Linked DNA regions of Rattus norvegicus: region 2 is linked to region 1. The links are chromatin contacts, called in public Hi-C maps. All regions are on one chromosome and are shown on one strand. Each heading gives the region's core, a stretch centred on a gene start, on an enhancer-like site or on the middle of the called end of the contact. The rest is flanking DNA. Distances are from core to core; before and after follow the strand shown.

What was found. A called contact is a pair of places that touch in the nucleus more often than the background predicts.
Region 2: a contact with region 1 is called in a Hi-C map of Schwann cells, with 6 times the contacts expected there. The contact joins the enhancer-like site here to the promoter of S1pr5 in region 1. A contact is called at or near these places in 6 of 12 Hi-C or Micro-C datasets (Schwann cells, hepatocytes, kidney and 2 more).

What each region holds. Positions count from the first base shown.
Region 1 is chr8:28,063,636-28,070,445 of GRCr8, reverse strand. It overlaps S1pr5 (sphingosine-1-phosphate receptor 5), which reads left to right and starts at 2,577. Exons shown (of 3, transcript NM_021775.2): 1 at 2,577-2,611; 2 at 5,155-5,301; 3 at 5,560-6,810. The coding sequence starts at 5,635.
Region 2 is chr8:28,176,361-28,183,170 of GRCr8, reverse strand. It overlaps Slc44a2 (solute carrier family 44 member 2), which reads right to left. Exons shown (of 22, transcript NM_001134715.1): 21 at 4,238-4,322; 22 at 1,675-3,020. The coding sequence ends at 2,914. Among named protein-coding and RNA genes, the nearest start is that of Slc44a2, 15 kb to the right of the region's middle. Within about 2 kb of position 4,075, at least 8 of the 93 cell types and tissues checked have an H3K27ac peak or open chromatin away from gene starts, as enhancers often do. A contact at or near this core is called in Schwann cells and liver, where this site is marked.

The sequences.
Region 1 (6,810 bases), core at 1,328-3,827:
ACTCTCTGGAATTGGAATTGGTTCAATCCGGTCGTCAGGCTTGGTAGCTGGCTGAGCCATCTGGCAGACCCACAGCAAACAGTGTTACCAGCTGAGCTATCTCATTGGCCCAGGCACAAAGGTTTTAGGCATCTCTGAAGAATAAGGAGGCCAGTAGGGCTGGGACTGAGAGGGTTAGGGTGTATAAGATATCAAGACATGGGGCTGGGTGGGCTACTTAGCCTAAAAGACATAGGGAACCCGGCTGGTTTTGGAGCAGAACAGAGACCAATCCCAGCAGCAACAAGTGTTGGTTCCAGCTGTGAAGTGAAAATTAGAGACAGAAGCACGGATGGTCAGTGTATCTCCTGACATCTGTCCAGGTCGCTGCAGCCTAAGTCCCGGTGTCCTAGTCTATGGGAAAGAAAGAAAGGTGTCTGCAGGAGTGTAGGCAGCTGGGCCTGGGACCTATGGCCCCCAGCGTGCCGGAAGAGTCCCACTGTGCCTGGCAGGGCTCACAGGAGGTGATATTGTCGCCTGGGAGGTGTGAAGCAGCCACCTCCCACACTGCTTCCCCTTTGATACAGAAGACCATTTGTCAAGCTCCTACTGGTTACCAGGAGAGGCCCCGAGACTCGTTTTCCAGGCACAATTCCCTTCCCCCCAAATATATATGCCCGGTCTCTGGAGTTGTGATGAACCAAGCACTTAAGGCCCGACCCATACATCCCATTGGCCATGCTGTCAGGTGCGTGGTTTTGATTGGTTCAAACTGGTAGGAGCGGTTCTGCCCACTGGAACAACTGGGTCTCGAGCCATGGGGATCCCATAGGGGTCTACTTGAGAGAGCTCTCCCAAGAGGTTCAACGGAGGTGTGATCTAGCCTGGGACATTTCGTGATTCCTCCCACGGGCAACAACGCTAGAGTCACTTCCTATGATTTCTAATATGTACTCGCCTCTCACCCCGCCCCCCACAGCTGGCCAGATGGGGCTGGAGTGACCCTGGGCAAAGGGTACAGCCCCCAGGAAGATCATTAAAACAGTCACCAGAAACCAGACTGTGGGCACAGGTCTGAGGTTGGAAGAGCTGGACCCTGGCAGGAATCTCTTGGGAATTAAAGGGGCAGATAAGGGAGGAGGGCGGGTAGTGCTAGCTGAGACTGACCTGCTGGAGGAGTGGCCTGGGAGAGGGGTAGGAGAGTGACACAGACAGCATGGAAGAGAGACACACTCAAAGAGACAGGGAGAAACCACGAGGCTCTGAGAGGAGCCACAAAGATGGATCACTGCATAAAGCACACTCGTGACCTGAGTTAGTCCTGGGGACCCACATGGGGGGGGGGACCAACTTTGACAAGTTGTCCTCTGATCTCCATATACATGACATAGTACACACACGCATGCACATACACAGATACATAAATAAGCGTAATTTTAAGAAAAAATTAAAGCTAGGAATGGTGGTGCACGCCTTTAATTCCAGCATTCAGGAGGAAAAGGCAGGCAGATCTGAGGCCAGCTACAGCGCGAGTTCCAGGACAACCAGGACTACACAGAGAAATCCTGTCTCCAAAAAGAAGGGGGGGGAGGGGAGGAGGGGGAGGAGGAGGGGAGGAGGGGGAAGAGGGGGAAGAGGAGGAGGAGGAAGAAGAAAGGAAGGAAGGAAAGAAAGAAAGAAGGAACGAAAGAAAATTTAAAGAGACCCAGGGGACAGAGATATAGCAGACATCCATTTATCATTTATTACCTTACTCATTCAGAAGTGTTTATTGGCCATAATCTGTGCCCAAGACAGCCTCAAATCCCTGACGCCAGAAACACAAGTGTTAAATTTCATGGTTTAGATCCTAAAGGTTGAAAGAAGTGGGGTGGAGACAGAGAAGCCATAGGGCGGGAGGAATCAGATCCTACTTATTTGGGGACCGGGAAGTTCCCTCCACCTCCACTATCCCTCTTGTACCCGCCCCTTCCCCCTCTTGCCTAGCAGAATGAACGGAAAGTGGGGAAGGGCCCCCGTGCTGCGGAGCAGAGGAGACCTGTCCCCACCTGGTGAGGACCAGAAGACTCCAGCAGCAGCGCCAATTAAAAGTAACTCGTGGGGTTGGGGATTTAGCTCAGTGGTAGAGCGCTTGCCTAGGAAGCGCAAGGCCCTGGGTTCGGTCCCCAGCTCCGAAAAAAAAGAACCAAAAAAAAAAAAAAAAAAAGTATCTCGTAAATTGAGCCCAGGTACTGAGCCCTTAAGGTGTCTTTGGGATGCAGGCTCAGGGGTCCAGACAGCAGGAGACAGACAGGACCCCTTATCTGGAGTAGGAGAGTGGTTCATCTAGAAAAGCCCTCTCTTTCCTGCGATTCTGAGCCCTCCCACCTCGAGTGTCCCGGGGAGGGGATCCGAGGGAGAAGCTAGGACTTGTTGGTACCAGTCGCCGCTGAGGCGCTCTCCGGTGCCGCGGCGGGTGGCACAGGCTGGCAATCCGGGGCTGGAAGAAGGAGGGGGCAATTGCGGGCGTTCGCCAGCACTCGGCGTCGCGGGCCCGCCCTTAGACCTGCCACTTCCAGCCCCGCCCCCGTTGCATCCGTCCAGTGTTCCCAGGCGCACCGCCTAGGGCGCACGACCGGACCTAGGCGCAAGGGTGAGTGTCCAGCACTAGGGGAACTTGCGGCAAGTGGGACGGCTCCTTGGAGCGACTGCAGAGCTGAAAAGGCACAGCGCTCCTTGCTGGGGTTTCTAGATCCTTTATGGAACCTCCCCAGCAGAGAAAACAGAAAACTCCAGGGGTAATCGCAGGCCCCTGCCTGAAGGGAGTGGGGCCCCCAGGAACCCTCCAGCTTAGCCTGACTGGGCTCCTTCAAGCTTTTCCTAGTATCATTCTCATTTCCGGGCATGTCAGGTCACTGCGGGTGTTGGTATAAAAGTCCCATCTACCCTCTCCTGAGTGAACCGAGCAGAGAAAGCTGTTTAACCTGTATCTCTGTATTTGATGCCTCTCCTGCATTCAAAGTGGTTCAGTACTCCAAGTCTATCTGTGCTACTCTGAAACTGTCTGGAACGCCCCCCCCCCCGTTTGCCTTCCAGGCAAATCTGTTTCTTTGAAGCAGGGTCGGGGAACTGTGGTATTGTTTTTGTGGGGTCGTCTTTGTATAAGAGATGGACATCTGTGAGTCTACCTCTATGTAAGGCATCTCTCTGGAGCCTCATTCTGTTCGTCTGTAAAATGGGACTAAGAGGGCCTCAGGATTTGGGTCAGTTTGTAGAAGGCTTGCCTAGTATGCAGAAAGCCTAGGGATTTATGTCCAGATAAACTGAGTGGTGACATGTTCCTGTGACCTCCAAACTCAGGAGGTAAGGCAGGAGGATCAGAAATGCAATATAATTTTCTGCTACATAGTACCCAGCCTGGGGTACCTGAGGCTTTTTTTTTTTAAAGTGTGTCCAAAACTTCTATGAAGAGCATGGTGATGTGTGTGTGTCTTTAATCCCAGCACTTGGGAGGCAGAAACAGTTGAATATCTGTAACTTTCAGGTCAGCCTGGTCAATATAGACCCAGGTCAGCAGGGCTGCAAATGAAGACTGTCTCAAAAACAATTTATTTTAAAATCTCATTTACTTGTGTGTGTGTGTGTGTGTGTGTGTGTGTGTGTGTGTGTGTGTGTGTGTGGTGGATGGGTGGGTGGGACTGTGAATATATGTGTGCCACAAACACCATGAACATGGAGGTCTGAGGACAGCCTGTGAGGATTGGGTTCTCTCTTTATATTGTGTGGGTTCCAGACTTGAGTGGGCACTCCCTTTCCCACTGAGCCATCTTGCCAGGAACCTGTTTTTGTTTATCTGTAAATTGGAACTAAGTGAAGAATTGCTGAGAGGATTAAAGGGTAGGTGATTTAATGACATGTGTGTCTCCGAGGACCTCTGACTCTGTGCAAGGAGTGACCAGGATCAACATTCTCCCGGGTGCTTTGAGGAAACACATTTTCTTCTTTTGTTGTTCTTGTTTTGTTGTGTGTTTGGTGCTTTGTTTTTTGTTTTGTTTTGTTTTTTGTTTTTTTTTTGTTTTGTTTTTTTTTGTTTTTGTTTTTTTTTTTTTTTGAGACAGGGTTTCTCTGTGTGGTCCAAGCTGTCCTGGAACTCACTTTGTAGACCAGGTTGGCCTCGAACTCACAGAGATCCACTTGCCTCTGCCTTCCAAGTTAAAGCCGTGCCCCACCGCTACCACCCAGCAACATTTGAAAAAACAAAAACAAACAAACAAACAAACAAAAACAAGGAAAAGCCTATGTATTTCTCATGTGCAGTATGGGGCACTGGGCCCCAGGCTGGTTGTGGGTGGAGGTTGTGAAATTGTGCTACTGGGCGTGAGACCATTCTCAGGGCTGAGCCCCTGTGGTGGCTTCTGTCACTGTGAAATGTTTCATGCGGAAATAAACTCTCATGTTCCCCTGCAGTTTGGAATGGGGAGGAAGCCAACGCTGAGGCTGGAGTTCAGGGTCACCTGAGCATGTTAGTCTTCCACTGAGCTACAGGTCCCCAGCCAGGCCAGTGTGTCCATGTCCTGTCCGTGTGGAACCCCCTTCCCTGTTTGGTGTCCCTATCTGTGGTTGTCTTTACAGCGGCGATTTTCTGAATTCTCATTTGTTTATGGGTGTGTATGCATCTGGATGTGTCTCTGCTTTTGTGTTACAATAGTTCCTTTTGGTTTTATTTGATCTTGACCCAGAGTCTGGGAGCCCAAGCTGCCCTCAAACTTACTATGTAGCTAAAGATAATCTTGAAGTCCTACCCCCCATCTGGCAATTGCTGGGGGACAGATGTGCATTAGATGCCCAGCTTACACCTCCACCAACTTTCCAATAGTCACCCTCTGTGCCGTTTCTAGAGTGCTGGATTACAGGTAGGTGCCTTTTAAAAACCAAACACTTTAACTTTTATTTTGTGTGCTGTGTAGGTCAGAAAACAACTTTTGGGAGTCACAGGTCTCCTCCCATCGTGTAGGTCCTGGGGATTAAACTCAAGCCATCAGTCTTGGTGGCAGGCACAGCACTGAGCCTTCTTGCTGGGGTGTTGCTGTTCTTTTGATTTGGGGCATTTATCCCAAGCTAGCTAGCCTGGAACTCATTATGCAGCCAGGGGTGCTTTTGCTTCTAAAGTGACTTTTTTTGTTTTTTATTTTTTAGTTCGCATATAGACCAGTGCACAAATGCCAAGCAGAGGGGTTGATCCCTTGGTGCTGAAGTTGCAGGCGGTTTTGAGTTGTCTGATGTGGGTCCTGGGAGCTAAACCCGAGTCCTCTGGAATAGTGGCAAGAGATCTTAATCGTTAAGGTATCTCTCCAGGCTGAGGCTGGCTCTGAACGCCTGAACCTTTGCCTCTGCTGCCCAAATGCTAGAATTATAGGCCTAAGCCACCATGACTATAGGCTGGTCCTTCCAGATAGTCTCTGTGTGGAGTATCTATCTATATCCAGACATTTCTCCTCCGTCCTAAACCCTCTCAAGACCTTAGGGGGCGCAGTGTTTGGGGACCCTCTTCCAGGGCTTTTCTTCAGGATTCCTAGATCCTGACTGTCCTTGCCTCCGTAGACTTTTGCACAGTGCTCCCGTGGACATCTGGCAGGATACAGCTGCGACATCTCCGCGGCGGGCGGCGGGCAGCCCATGGAGTCCGGGCTACTGCGGCCAGCGCCGGTGAGCGAGGTCATCGTCCTTCACTACAACTACACTGGCAAGCTCCGGGGAGCGCGCTACCAGCCCGGTGCCGGCCTGCGTGCGGACGCCGCAGTGTGCTTGGCTGTGTGCGCTTTCATCGTGCTGGAGAACCTGGCTGTGCTCTTGGTGCTGGGCCGCCATCCTCGCTTCCATGCACCCATGTTCCTGCTCCTGGGTAGTCTTACCTTGTCGGACCTGCTCGCTGGGGCGGCCTACGCCACCAACATCCTGCTGTCCGGGCCGCTCACATTGCGCCTGTCGCCTGCGCTCTGGTTTGCGCGCGAAGGGGGTGTCTTCGTGGCGCTCGCAGCGTCGGTGCTGAGCCTCCTGGCCATTGCTCTAGAGCGCCACCTTACCATGGCCCGTCGTGGACCCGCGCCTGCCGCCAGTCGCGCTCGCACGCTGGCGATGGCGGTGGCCGCCTGGGGCTTGTCGCTGCTGCTGGGGCTGCTGCCCGCGCTGGGCTGGAACTGCTTGGGACGCCTGGAAGCCTGCTCCACCGTGCTGCCGCTCTACGCCAAGGCCTATGTGCTCTTCTGCGTGCTGGCCTTCCTGGGCATCCTGGCTGCCATCTGTGCGCTCTATGCAAGGATTTACTGTCAGGTGCGGGCCAACGCGCGTCGCCTGCGGGCCGGTCCTGGGTCCCGTAGGGCCACGTCCTCCTCGCGATCCCGGCACACGCCACGGTCGTTGGCCCTGCTCCGCACGCTTAGCGTGGTGCTCCTGGCCTTCGTGGCCTGCTGGGGACCTCTATTTCTCTTGCTATTACTGGATGTCGCGTGCCCAGCCCGCGCGTGTCCTGTGCTTCTGCAAGCCGATCCCTTCCTGGGTCTAGCCATGGCTAACTCGCTGCTGAATCCTATCATCTACACCTTCACCAACCGAGACCTGCGCCACGCGCTCCTGAGGCTGCTCTGCTGTGGCCGCGGACCCTGCAACCAAGACTCCTCCAACAGTTTGCAGCGATCCCCAAGTGCTGTTGGGCCTTCCGGTGGAGGCCTGCGACGCTGCCTGCCACCAACCCTGGATCGCAGCTCTAGCCCATCAGAACACTCGTGTCCCCAGCGGGACGGGATGGACACCAGCTGCTCCACTGGCAGTCCCGGAGCAGCAACCGCCAACCGG
Region 2 (6,810 bases), core at 2,826-5,325, 110 kb before region 1:
TATATGGTGACTCACAATCATCTATAAGTCCAGTGCCAGGAGTCTTCTGCCTCTGCAAGCAACAAGTATGTACCTTGGTACACAAACATTATCACTCTATAGACTAGGCTGGCCTTGAACTCACAGAGGTCTGCCTGCCTCTGCCTCTGGAGTGCTGGGATAAAAGGCCTTTGCCACCATATCCATCCTAGATTTTTTTTTAATTAAAAATATTTTAGGGGTTGGGGATTTGGCTCAGTGGTAGTTTGCCTAGCAAGCGCAAGGCCCTGGGTTCAGTCCCCAGCTCCGAAAAAAAAAAAAAGAAAAAAATATTTTAAAAATACTTATTATTGAGCCAAGCAGTGGTGGTGCACTCCATTAATCCTAGAATTCAGGAGGTAGAGGCAGGCTAATCTCTGAGTTCAAGGTCAGCCTGATCTACAGTGATATTTCCAGGACACTCAGGGCTACACACAGAAACCTGTCTTGAAAAAAAAAACTAAAATAAAAGTATTTGTGTTTGTGTCTGTGTTTGCATGTGGGTGTCCAAGAAGACCAGTATGTCAGGGCCCCTGGAGCTGAAGTTATAGGAGGTTGTATTTGGCTGACGAAGAAGCTGGGAACCAATCTTGTCCTCTATAAGAGCAGAATACACACAAAACCCTTGAGCCTTTTCTCCAGCCCCAGCCCCTGTACTATTTCTTCCTCCTCTTCTTCTTCTTCCTCCTCTTCCTCCTCCTCTTCTTCTTCCTCCTCCTCCTCCTTCTCCTTCTCCTTCTCCTTCTCCTTCATCTTCATCATCATCATCATCATCATCATCATCATCATCATCATCATCTGCTATTTTGAATGTGTAGGTGCCATTCAGGTGCTGGGCATAGAACCAGGTCCTCTGGAAGCAGCAGCCAGTCCTCTTAATAGCTGAACCATCTCACTTCAGTTTGCAGCTTTAAAAATAAGCAAAGGGGTTGGGGATTTAGCTCAGTGGTAGAGCGCTTGCCTAGTAAGGGCAAGGCCCTGGGTTCAGTTCTCAACTCCGAAAAAAAGAAAAAAAATAAAAACAAGCAAAAACAACAGAAAAAGAAACAACTTTTTGTGTGTGCTAGGGCGTGTGGAGCTCACAACTGTCTATAATTCCAGAGGACCCTAAGCCCCACTTCTGGTCTCTGAGACCAAGGAGGCATAGGCATAGGGCACAGATATACATGCAGACAAAATGCCCAAAAACATAAAAACAATTTAAACAGTAAATGTATCCTGATCTTTCGAAGGAACCAGTCGATTTCCAGCCTTGACAAGGGGCCTCATGACCTCTAGTCCAACCCCAGGGGCTCCAATGCCTGCTGCTGGTCTCTATGGAAAACTGCATCCACATGGCATACACTCACCCAGAAACACAGAAGCTACAAAATAGACTAAAGGAATATGCACTTCCCTCCACTGTGACGCTTGGTGCAGGTGCAGGGTCCGCCTGTGTCCAGGGCAGTTACTGAGGGGAGGAGAGGAGAAGCAAGCGGCTGTTCCTGGACCCTAGGAATGAGTGGAAGCTTTTTTTCACTAGGGTCCTACAGGAGCCAACAGAAGCTGCAGGGCACGCTTTGGCAGTAAACTCCAGGCTGTTTTCTATCTCTCCTTCCCTCTGAGATACCCTCCCTCCCACAGCATCCCACATCCCTATTAACCACACCAGGTCAGTATCTGTACAAGAGGCACTTTATTAACTGGCTGGAATGCAATTACGTAAGCACAGGGCAGGGCATACAAGAGAAGGGTGGGGCGCGATGGCACACAGGCAGGCATAGGAAAGCCTGGGCCTCCAGGCTGGGAGCCTCTGGTTTCCAACATCCTGGTATCTCACGGATAGCCATAGTGGGGTGAGGGGAGGGTCTTAGCATATGATAGGTAAAGTGAGGAACCAGTCTACTGGCCCCCAAGATTAAGAAGTTTGGCAAACAGAGTCTCTAGTTTCAAGTGAAAGAAACCAGATAGGCCTAGTTAACTTGGAATACACAACACACCCACACCTCATCCCCTGAAACCATCCCTTGGGTGAACTTCAGTTTCTTTCCTCTCACAAAGAGGGCAGTGTGTATTACTGGAAGAGAGAGGGGTGGGGAGGCAGACCCTATTTTCACTCATTTTCCAACCTCAAGTTTTCCGTTTGGAAGCCATCAGTCAAAGGTACTCTGTAGGATCTAAGTACAGAAGCCTGTTTTCCAGAGCCACTCCCAACCCCCACCACCGCTCTCGTTCCTTGCACAGGGCCCTCCTCCCGGATGGATGTTTATCTGGAAAACTCCTCCAGTTCTGGGTACACACTCCTTCCTGTGACCCCAGCCACCCCAGGCTGGAGGTGGGGTTACATGTGAAGGCACTCTTGGTGACTCCACTCAGCTATGGAGCCTGGTGGAAGAGAAGCAGGTGGGCCTCTTACCGTCTGTCTAGGCTGCAAAGGACTAAGAGTGAGACATGTTATTTGTTGGCCCTTAGGCGACATCAGCCAGTCGTGGAGATCCAGTTTTATTCTGGCTAGGAAGCTTGGAGCTAGTGTTCATTGAGCTCGTCTCATCCAGTCTTCCCCTCTTGGCCAGAAGGGTTACCGAAATACAAAGAAGTTGGCTGCACACATCCTCGGGCCATCTCCCATCCTCAACTTCAAGTCGCTTCGCCATATTGGCACCGTCTGAGCCAGCAAGGATTGGAGAGACCCATTCTGTCCCATTTCCCAGGGCTGCACCGAAAACTCCCAAGTGCCCTTTGGCATAGGACAGAGATGCCCCAATTCCTCTGGGTCCCTGGAAATGGGGACTCGGGGAGGGTGGCAGAGAGGCAGTGATGTGACGTTACACAAGTCTGATGAGCTGGGAACTGGGACCCAGCTGCACAGCAAGCACCGGATCACAGCGTCCTGAGAGGGCTGGGCGGCAGGCATCTTTAGGATTCTGCTACTTTCTTGTTGGTTTTATTCAGGAGTTTCTTGAGAGTGGAAGACATGAAGTAAGGCCTCTCGGCTGAGCCGTCGTTTCTCTCCAGATCCTCCACTGTGGACAGAGCCCCAAAGCACGTGATGTGAGAGGGAGTTGACAGGAAGGCGTGGGGGTTGGGGACGGGGAACAGGGGAACAGAGGGCCGTAGAGAAGCCTCAGGGTTAGAACGCAACACACAGGAGCACAGGGCGTAGCAGCAAAGGTCTGTTACCCAAGGTATTTAAGAAGCCGAAACAGAACAACGCCAGCCTCAAGGCCTGCTTTCACTACCTTAAGGTCAAGGCCAGCCTGGGCAACCGAGTGAGACATTGTCTCAAACTACAAAGTTAACAAGGCCAGGGCTTAGTTTAGTGGCAGAACACTTGCCTAGCATCCCCCAGCGAGGGGCTGGGGACAGCTACGGCCTAACATTACCCAGAGAGGGGCTGAGAGCGTGGCTCAGGGGCTGAGCCCCTGCCTAGTCCCCCCACCCTCCAAGAGACTGGGGGCGTGGCTCAGCGGCTGAGTCTCCGACTAAACGCCCCAGTGAGAGGATGGATGGGCTTTCGGCTCCGGGATAGGATGACTGCCTAGTTTTGCAAAAGAAAGGGATGAGGAAGGACTACAGGAGCCCCACGTTCCCAGTCAAAGAAGCACCATCACATGCACAAACCCGGTCTCCAGAGGCCCACTGGCCAGCTTGCCAGTCTCCCTCACTCTCTACTCCTCCTCAACTTCCTCCTGCTTGCCCGCCTGCGAACTCCCCTTCAATAGGATGTCTTTCAGCTCGGGCGACATGAAGTAGGGTCGCTCCTGAGAGCCGTCATTCCTCTCAAGGTCCTCACCTGGGCCCCCCAGGAACCAGCAGGGGTGGAAAATAGGGTGGTCAGGAAAGAAGGGGGTTGGAAAAGGGAGGCAGAGGAAAAAACGGAAAAGAAGCCAGCAGGCATGGGGGGGAGGAAGGGGAGGAGGAAGAAAAAGACACGTGGAGACCAGAGTTAGTGGCACCCATGAACCCTGCACTAGTCCCCAACAAAGCCAGAAATTTCAAAGCCACAGACCCAGGGGATAGAATATTCCAGCTATGTCTGGACAGGCGGGTGAGGAACAGTTAGCTTGAAGTGTGGTGAGGAGGCCAGGAAGGCATGCGTGGGCCTAGAAGGAACACCTCTGGCCCTGGGGGACTCTGGGGTGAGGGTGGCTTTGTGCTTTCATTAGAGGGAGGCATTTCCTGTCCTCTGGGGAGAAGGAAGTCAGGGCCCCTGGTGTGCTGAGATAAAGGGGTCACTCACAGAAACAGAGGAACAGTGTGTCCACGCACATGCCATAGACGCTGAAGAAGCCGTGCGCGATCAAGTAGGAGCCAATGATCACTGTCTATTCAAGAGAAAACATCGTTTTTCCAGCTGGCCCCATCACTGTCCTCCCTAGGCTGAGAAACCTCTTACTCTCATGAGCCAAGAGGCAGACTGTATTTACAGAATTCATGGCAATCCCCCTGCCTCATCTTTGAAACATCTGTTTACCTTTTACAAAACATTTGTGCAAGTATCTTGCTGGCATGTTTATATGTGTAGCCTGATAACCCAGAGCATCAGAAGTTGCCAGATCCTCTGGGGCTGGAGGTGAGGACTGAACCCAGGCCCTCTGCAAGAGTAACTGTCCTCTTAACTGCTGAGCTGTCTTTCCAGCCCTAAAAACATTTCCCTCTCAGCTTCATGTGTGGTTCATGCCTTTCATCCCAGCACTTGGAAGACAGAGGCAGGGGGATCTCTATGAGCTCAGGACCAGCGTGGTGTACACAGAGTTGCAATCTGGCCAGGATTACATAGTGAGACCCGGTCTCAAAATAAATCATTTATTTATTCGTCATGCCAATGTGGCTATGATGAGTAAATCACTTCCTGTTTTCCCTCATTTTAGTTTTGATTCTAGGTACGGGCACAGGCACCTAAGAGCAATTGCTCAGGGAGGCCAGAAGAGGACATCAGATCACCTGGAGCTGGAGTTACATAGTCTAGTGCAGTCGCTGGGAATTGAACATGAGTCCTTAGCGAGAGCAACACTGCCCTCCTGCTGCACGGCTGCTGCTCCTGCAAAGGCCCTGGGGTCAATTCTCAGACCCGCATGGCAGTTCACAGTCATCCGTAACCTCACATCCCAGGTCCAGAGAACATGATGCCTTCTTTTGGCCACCATGGGCATCGTGCATGCATGTGATAAACAGACACACATGCAGGCAAAACACCAAAACACATAAAAGTCAGGAAATCGGAAAAAGGGCTGGAGAGATGGCTTAGTGGTTAAGAGCACTGGCTGCTCTTTCAGAGGACCTGAATTCAATTCCCAGCAACCACATGGTGGCTCACAACCATCTGTCATGGGTTCTGATGGTCTCTTCTGGTGTGTCTGAAGCAACAGTGTACTCACATATATAAAGTAAATAAATCTTTTAAAAAACTAAACAATAAAAAAAAATCATAAAAAACACTAAAGGCTGGGTTGGGGATTTAGCTCAGTGGTAGAGCGCTTGCCTAGCAAGCGCAAGGCCCTGGGTTCGGTCCCCAGCTCAAAAAAAAAAAAAAAAAAAAAACAATAAAACAAAAAAACACTAAAGGCGGACTGACCCTGGGCTCCAACCTCATATGTAGCAATGAATAGCCTAGGAAGAGCACCAGTGGAAGGGGAAGCCCTTGGTCCTGCCAAGACTGAACCCCCAGTGACTGTGATTGTTGGGGAGAGGGCGGTAATGGGGGGAGGATGGGGAGGGTAACACCAATGTAGAAGGGGAGGGGGAGGGGTTAGGGGGATGTTGGCCCGGAAACCGGGAAAGGGAATAACAATCAAAATGTAAATAAGAAATACTAAAGTAAATAAAGATGAAAAAAAATTAAAAAAAAAACCAAAATACTAAAGACACACACCTTTAACTATAGCACTTAAGGGCTGGAGAGATGGCTCAGTGGTTAAGAACACTGACTGCTCTTCCAAAGGTCCTGAGTTCAAATCCCAGCAACCACATGGTGGCTCACAACCATTTGTAATGAGATCTGATGCCCTCTTCTGGTGTATCTGAAGACAGCTACAATGTACACATATACATAATAAATGTTTAAAAAAAAAAAAAAAACTATAGCACTTAAGAGGCCGGAGCAGGCAGGTGTCTATGAGTCTGAGGCTAGCCTGGTCTAAATATGGAGTTTCAAATCAGCCAAAGCTTTTGGCTTTAGACTTTTGTCTCAAAATAAAAAACAAAAACACAGAGTTTGAGGCCAGTCTGGTCTACATAGAGAGCTTCAGGTCAGCCAGAATATGTAGACAGATCCTGCCTCAAAACACAAGAAGAGAGCAGGGCAGTGGTGGTATATAGTCCCAGCACATGGGAAGCAAAAGGAGGTGGATCTCTGTGAACTGCAGGCCAGCCTGGTCTACAGAGCAAGTTCCAGATCAGGCAGGGCTACACAGGGAAACCCTGTCTCAAAAAACCGAACAAAATGGGGGGGCGGATACCCTAAATAAATAACAAAATAATATTTTCCTACAATAATAGTAATAATAAGACCTATTATTAATTATTATTAGGGCTGGCAAGATGGCTTGGTGACTGAAATGCTTATCACCAAGCCAGATGACCTGTGTCCAATCCCTAAAACATGGTTGGAGAACCAAATTTCCTACAAGTGTCTGAGAGTCTTTGTTTTCCTTCCACAAGTGCATCCACCCCGCACAAAGCAAACAAATGTTAATGACAGTAACTCTAGTGCCTCTCAAGGAAAAGTCCCTCCATCCCCTGCCTTGTATGCAGCCGGCATTCAGTAAAGATTTAGGGACCAAATAACCAATGACTGTTCCACCCCTAACCTTC